Linked DNA regions of Hordeum vulgare: region 1 is linked to region 2. Evidence: chromatin contacts called from public Hi-C data. All regions are on one chromosome and are shown on one strand. Each heading gives the region's core, a stretch centred on a gene start, on an enhancer-like site or on the middle of the called end of the contact. The rest is flanking DNA. Distances are from core to core; before and after follow the strand shown. Region 1 holds the start of LOC123427051 (glucose-6-phosphate 1-dehydrogenase, cytoplasmic isoform-like). Region 2 holds the start of LOC123427048 (serine/threonine protein phosphatase 2A 57 kDa regulatory subunit B' theta isoform-like).

What was found. A called contact is a pair of places that touch in the nucleus more often than the background predicts.
Region 1: a Hi-C map of leaf shows a contact between it and region 2, with 2.7 times the contacts expected there. The contact joins the promoter of LOC123427051 here to the promoter of LOC123427048 in region 2. A contact is called at or near these places in 4 of 6 Hi-C or Micro-C datasets (leaf, seedling and an unstated tissue) and 1 of 1 datasets of contacts at active chromatin or transcription factors (embryo).

What each region holds. Positions count from the first base shown.
Region 1 is chr2H:534,436,696-534,440,063 of MorexV3_pseudomolecules_assembly, forward strand. LOC123427051 (glucose-6-phosphate 1-dehydrogenase, cytoplasmic isoform-like) reads left to right here and starts at 1,899. Exons shown (of 16, transcript XM_045110988.1): 1 at 1,899-2,119; 2 at 3,248-3,368. The coding sequence starts at 3,287.
Region 2 is chr2H:533,994,000-533,997,342 of MorexV3_pseudomolecules_assembly, forward strand. It overlaps LOC123427048 (serine/threonine protein phosphatase 2A 57 kDa regulatory subunit B' theta isoform-like), which reads right to left and starts at 1,567. Exons shown (of 2, transcript XM_045110985.1): 1 at 1-1,567. The coding sequence starts at 895.

The sequences.
Region 1 (3,368 bases), core at 649-3,148, 440 kb after region 2:
TGGTTGGATCCTTCTTCCCATTATATAAGTGAGTCGTCTTCCCTAAGTTGACTTACCTCTTTTCCCTCAAAGGTACATTGTTGCTCCTAAGCTCATTTTCGCCCAATCTCCCTCCCTAGCCATCAAATCTTGTTGATGCTCTAGGGTTTGGAGGAGAAGGCCTTGATCTACACTTCCACCAAGAGAAATTTGATCCCCCCCACTAATCCCTTGCGTATCTTGTTACTCTTGGGTGTTTGAGCACCCTAGACAGAAGAGGTCAGCTTGAAGCCACATTCCATTGTAGTGAAGCTTCGTGGTGTTGTTGGGATCCTCCAATTTAAGTTGTGGAGATTGCCCGAACCTTGTTTGTAAAGGTTCGATCGTCGCCTTCAAGAGCACCACTAGTGGAATCATGGCATCTCGCATTGTGTGAGGGCGTGAGGAGAATACGGTGATCCTAATCTCTTCTTAGGGAGCATTGTGCCTCCACACCGCTCCAATCAATACATACTTCCCCTCAAAGGGAGCATTGTCCTCTATTCCGTGGAAGATTTGGGATTTCACAAATGCTTGTATCTTGCATAGCTTACACCACTCTAGCTCAACCACTGCTAGCAATATTAGCGCTGAATTTAACCTCTAGGATCATAGGTTTACCAAATCGACCAACGAGGTAGCTACCAATTCCTAGTGAGCCTACCTATTTTCACGCCTTGGTGTGACCTTGTAGGACTCCTTTGGTTTGCTCCATACTAAAAATGCAGGAATAGAAAAACACATGAAAATGGCATGAATGCATGTGCAGAACATATGATTGGTAAACATAGGAATGTGTGTTTGTTTCAGGAATTGAAAAACACACAAGAATTGTAGTAAACCTGGTCAAATCATGGTCAAACCACATGTAAATGTAGAGTTAGAATGTTATTATGCTACTAACGATATTAATTTTATTCTGTGTGGTCCAAATGGATGTTACTGTGTTTTTCCTTTGATTTGTGATCAAAGGGATTTTCCTCATTGCTCAATTTCCTGAAATCGGAGGCATAAATAGTACCATCACAAGGAATCCCCTATTTCTATATTTATCCTCCACTTTTCCTACAAACCATATGAAAACGTAGCTTGAGTAATACTACATCCGTTCTGAATTGTAAGACATTTTGTTAGGCTATGAAAGCATCTTATAATTCGGAACAGAGGAAGTATATTCAAGTATGCACCCTCTCCTCCTAAGTATTTCCTCGGAATAATAGTGATTGCATTTTGTGCCTTTTATACATATGGGATTCTGGCTTCAAAATCATTTTTGTTGTTATTGAAAGTGCATGCAGTCCGCAAATACTCCCTCTGTTTTTAAATATAAGTATTTTAAAAGATTTTACTACACTCTACATACAGAGTAAAATGAATGAATCCATACTTAAAAAAATATCTATATATATTTGTATTTAGTTTAATGTAAAATCTCTTAAAAAATTTATATTTAAGAATGAAGGGAGTATCTCTGAGTGGTGAGTGATGACAGCATACATATGTCATCAAAATGCGGCCACTATTTCTTAAGCCACGAAATATGGTTTTCGTTCATTTGTGCTTTATACACGGGGACCATTTGCTAATCATGCAACTTTATCAAATCTCCAAAAGGAACCGACTCCACAGAGTCTAGAAGCAAGAGCCGCACATAAACTGTTTTGACAGTAGAAAATGTTGCAGTACTAGTATAAATATTTTTTGAGGGATGCAGTAGTATAATTAACAGACGGGGACAATCGACAACTTTTCCCTTTGCCGTTACGGCGCCCCCCTTTCACATAAGCCCCCTCAAGTCCTGGAAATTCCCAGCATCAGACACACGTACGCTTCGCGGTTGGTGGCACAGCACAGAGCGCGCAGCCCCCCTTCCCAGGCCGAAAGACGGGTAGGTAGTGGACAGGTGAGGCGAAAGCGGGAGGCGGCCGAGGTGACGCCGTCGTGGTATAAATGGCGGAGCTGCCAATCGCACCCAGTCAGGAAGGAAGGAAGGCGCCACCCCCCTCCCCCCTCCCCACTCCCATCCACCCAGCATCCCAGCAGTAACTCTCCCCCCTCCGCCCCTCCCACGCGGCGCGCGCGCGAATCTCGATCGCCACTGGTCAGTGATCCATCCCCGACCCCCGGCCGCCGTTAATTCTTCTCGCTCGTTTCTCGTGGGAGAGTTTCTCCTTGTTTGCTTCCGCGAGTAGGTCCGAGGTTCCTCGATCGGTGGCGGTTGCGTCGGCTCGTCGCAGCCCGTCTTGCTCTGCTACGCTCTGCCTGCCTTGTTCTGGGCGAGGCTTTTTCGGGAGGTTTTTGGTGGGTTGGGTCGCCGTCGCCGTCTCGTGCGCGCTTTTCTTCGGTTGTTTCTAGATTCTCTCCGCAAACCGCGCCGGGTTTCTGTCCGTGGGATTTTCCGGCGTTGGATCTCGTGTCGTGATGCCTACCGCGGCGATGGAGATGTTCTTGTCGCTCCCAGATTTCTCTCTCTCTCTCTTTGAGGATCTCCTAAGCCCGGTGTAATGGCGTTCCTTCGCTCTGGAGTACTATAGGAACTGCGCGTTTTTTCTGTTTCGGATGTTTCGTCGGGCCTTCTTTTTGCCGGAGAGCGGCTTGCTCTGTTGCGATGATTCAGGGAATGTTGTTTTGGTTTACTGTTTCGGTTCAGTTCTGCTACTAGAATTATTTACTTTTTTCACCGCAATTAGTTTTGCAAGATCAAACTCCGGATTCAAGCACGGGCTTATTTTCCTTATTAATAGCTGTTCAAATTGGAATTGAGTTGTGTATAGTAGTTATATGACTGATTTCAGCGTTCTTGAGCTGCGATGGGTGTAATCCTTAATGGTACATGTTGGTTGTTGGTTTCTTAAATTTTGATGGGGTCCTCAAACATTGCTATGTTGATCCTGGATGCGTAATGGTTTCAGTGTTCTTGACAGTTGGAGAGATAAGCTGTGATCACTTTGTTGTCAGAAGAGTAAGGTACACCCAGCATTACAAATAGTTCAGTTTAGGGAAATGCAATTTTGGATCTAGTCCTGTGCACTTTCTGTTTCCAGCTTTTAACGGCAACAGTAGTATAAACTGACAATGCATCGATTAGCCAAACAAAGCAAATCATTCATGCGTTCTGCTAGCTGATTTTGTCTGATACTGAATCTTCCATTTCAATGAGTCGCATGACAATTGTTAGGCTAAGTTCAGATGATCTTACCATTTAATCATATCTTGCTCACTTGGTTAGGTGTACTGTTGAAGGGAGAAGAGAATCATCCTATTCGTCATGGCGGGAACTGACTCCTCGGCGTCATCGAGACAAAGCAGTTTTAACTCATTAGCAAAGGATCTAGAACTTCCTTTGGAGC
Region 2 (3,343 bases), core at 317-2,816:
GTGCACGGAGAAGGAACAATTTGTGCTCTTCTTTAAGTGGCAGGGCAAAACCATTAATTATACTGCCCAAGATCTCCAGCAGCTCAGCAATACCGTTATGCTTTTCCGTTTCAAATATAAATCTGTAGAAGATGTTGTTGATTGCTTTCCTGATGAATGGGCGATGCACCATGAATTTACCATATATTCGATGGAGTATTGTCTTGAGATAGTCCCTTTCCCTGGGGTCTTCTGAGTCGAAAAGATCCAGTAGCTTGAGAATGAAGGAATGGTCTATGTATCTCTTGGCCAGCTTTGCATCTGTCTCTTGCGACGCTACAAATCTCAAGAAAACCTCATAAACAATCTGCAGGTGTGACCACGCTGGGTCCATGAGAGGCTCTTCTTCCTCCATATCAACTCCTTCGATGGCCTTGTTCTCACGAGGAGTGGGATTCGAGCTCCGGAACAAGTTAATTGCGACCATCTTGCTGATCTCCAACATGATGACCTCCGAGAACTTTCCATTTGCAGAAGTGACATAATCAACAAGCTCCATAAGCGTCTGCCGCTTCATTTCCTTCTCCTTCAAGTTCTTGGTCGGATCGGCAAAGTCATACACAGCACAACAGAGGGTGGCCTTCCTGACAAACAGATTCTGCTTCTCCGAGACCGGCACGTCCTTGAACGCTGGCAGCGGCTCGTTGGAGTGATACACCACAGCCCCATTCATCGCCGGACTAGAAGCTGGGGCCAGGTGCTCCGCATTTCCTGCCCTCTTATTCCCACCAGGCTCCACGCTCCTCGCAACGCTGTAAGAGTTGGACGGCTCGTTGCCGTTGCCCGTGGCAGCATCCCGGCCATCGCCGGCCTTCCCTGTCTTCTTGGGCAGCCTGCCAAGGATCTGTTTAATCATCTTCTACCAGCACAGAGGCACAGCACAACCTACGAGCAGCCCAAAACCCTAGCAGTATCCCAGCACAGCAAATCAGCAGCAGGAACGAGGAGGGATCTAGGCGAACCCTCGCAGCTCCTGAACTCACCCCCCCAGCAGCACAAGAGAGATCTCCTCCAAGCAGCAGACAAACCCTGGCACCACGGACCCGAGCCGCCGGCACGGCCAGATCACTGGGACCGATACGGATCAGGCCTCGTCCAGGAGGCGCTCCACCGGCCGGACGTCGGCGGATCAGGCGACGCCCCCATCGCCACGCCCTCCTCCTCCTCCTCCTCCTTGCAGAATAAAAAAATAAATACGGAATCTTTCGGCTCCACCGGCCGCCAAATCCAGGATCCAAGAACCGGCGGCGGAGGACGGGAGTGGCGAGATTGAGGGTGGAGGGGGGGAGGGTGGAAGGGGAACCTTTTGTTGGGGTGGCTGGACCTGGAGGTGGAGGTGGAGGGGGAGCTGTGCTTGCTTTTGCCCGGCCTTCCTCTGGATTTGAGAGGGGTCGAGGTCCCCAAAAGTGGCAAGGGGGGAAGAAGAGGAAGGGAGTAGGAGTAAAAGTTTGTGCCGGGCGGAGAGCGTGGGAGTCGGAGGGCAAGCAAGCAAATCCGGACAGAAAGCCAGCCAAGGAGACTGGGAGAAGAGAGTATTTTACCCCAACTGGCTGGCAGGGGTGGCAGCTGGGCGAGAGTGCAATTAATTGCCTTGTTCTTGCCCGTTTCTCCTCTCGATTGGAAGTGGGAGCCTTCATCTTCATTATCATCATCATCGGTCATCGATGTCGTCGCAAGAGTAGAATGCCTTCATTATTTCCTTTTTCAGATGATTTCTTTTTTATTTTAAGAGTTAATTTAGTCATGGTTTTGAGTCTATGTTTGTTAATTTATTTGTGCTTTATTAATATTAGGGGGCCTTTGATGATGTTTTCTATGAGTTATGGGAAGCAAATGTGGCAGCACATGAGATAGCTAGATCATTTTTGTTTTATTCAGATTTTTGTGCCTCGGGCGATGAGCCTCCTATTTTTCTTATGCGGATGCTTATAAATGATGTAACATTTTTTGATAAGGAACAAAATGCCATCTGGTTTGCTTGTAAAAAAAAAGTATTAGCGGGAGAAAAACGAGAAGGACTTCGGTACAACCCCTAAACGTATAAGGGTAGTATTGTATTTACGCCTTATGTATACGGTATCCATCGCATGTTGGCGGTGTCAAAACCGGCAGATCTGGGGTAGGGGGTCCCAAACTGTGGACCTTGGATCGATGGGTTGCATGAGAAGGGGGAGAAATTTGTTTACCCAGGTTCAGGCCCTCTTGATGAGGTAAAATCCTACGTCCTGCTTGATTATATTGATGTGGATGATTACAGAGTTGATCTACGTCGATATCGTATATGCTAAACCCTGAATATCGATGGGTTGCACGGGAAGGGGGAGACATTTGTTTACCCAGGTTCGGGCCCTCTTAATGAGGTAAAACCCTACGTCCTGCTTGATTATATTGATGAGGATGATTATAGAGTTGATCTACCTCGAGATCGTATACGCTAAATCCTGAATATCGATGGGTTGCAGGAGAGGGGGGAGACATTTGTTTACCCAGTTTCGTGCCCTCTTGATGAGGTAAAATCCTACGTCCTACTTGATTATATTGATGTGGATGATTACAGAATTGATCTACCTCGAGGTCGGATACGCTAATCCTAGATGATTCATCCTCCTCTACACGGATGAGAACCTCTGGTTTATATAGATAAAAGGGGTTTTAGGGTTTACAAGTCACCGACCTTTAGCCGGGGATAGACATGCCGATTTAGCCCTATTCGACCTGGATTACATGCCAATCTTAGGAGCTTTCCTTCCCGAGCACGAGGTCGTCATTATCTGGCTTCGGTGTAGTGGCTCACGTGGTCGGCCCTCCTAGTGACGGGTCGGCTGCCCGAGGACCTCTTAATCCTGGACTCCCTCACCCGCCGTACGTCCGCCCGCCCACGTACGCCCGCCCGCCCCTCGTACGTCCGCCCGCCCACGACGCGTCAGTGGTTGGTTGGATAAAAAAAAGACGACCTTGCATCCCTCGTCGAACTAAACTTATCCTTCTCTGCCGCCATCGTGACTCCACCCTGCTCGTCTCCGCTGTTGTATCTGCCCTGCTCGTCGTGACCACCGACACCAGCACGGGTCGCGCCGTAGTCTCCGCCCGAACAGTGCTCCACCACCGACGCGTCGACGCCCTTCTCGCCGTGACCATCGCCGTGATCTGTAAAAAAACACGCTCCACACGGCAGCGGCGGCAGTGACCGACACGGCGTGTCCACGTTCGAACGATAATATGGTAGCCACCAGCGCATCAGCATCGAACCCCGCGTCCGATGTCGTCTAACCTTCGACGACCGACAATAAGTTTTTTCATTTAA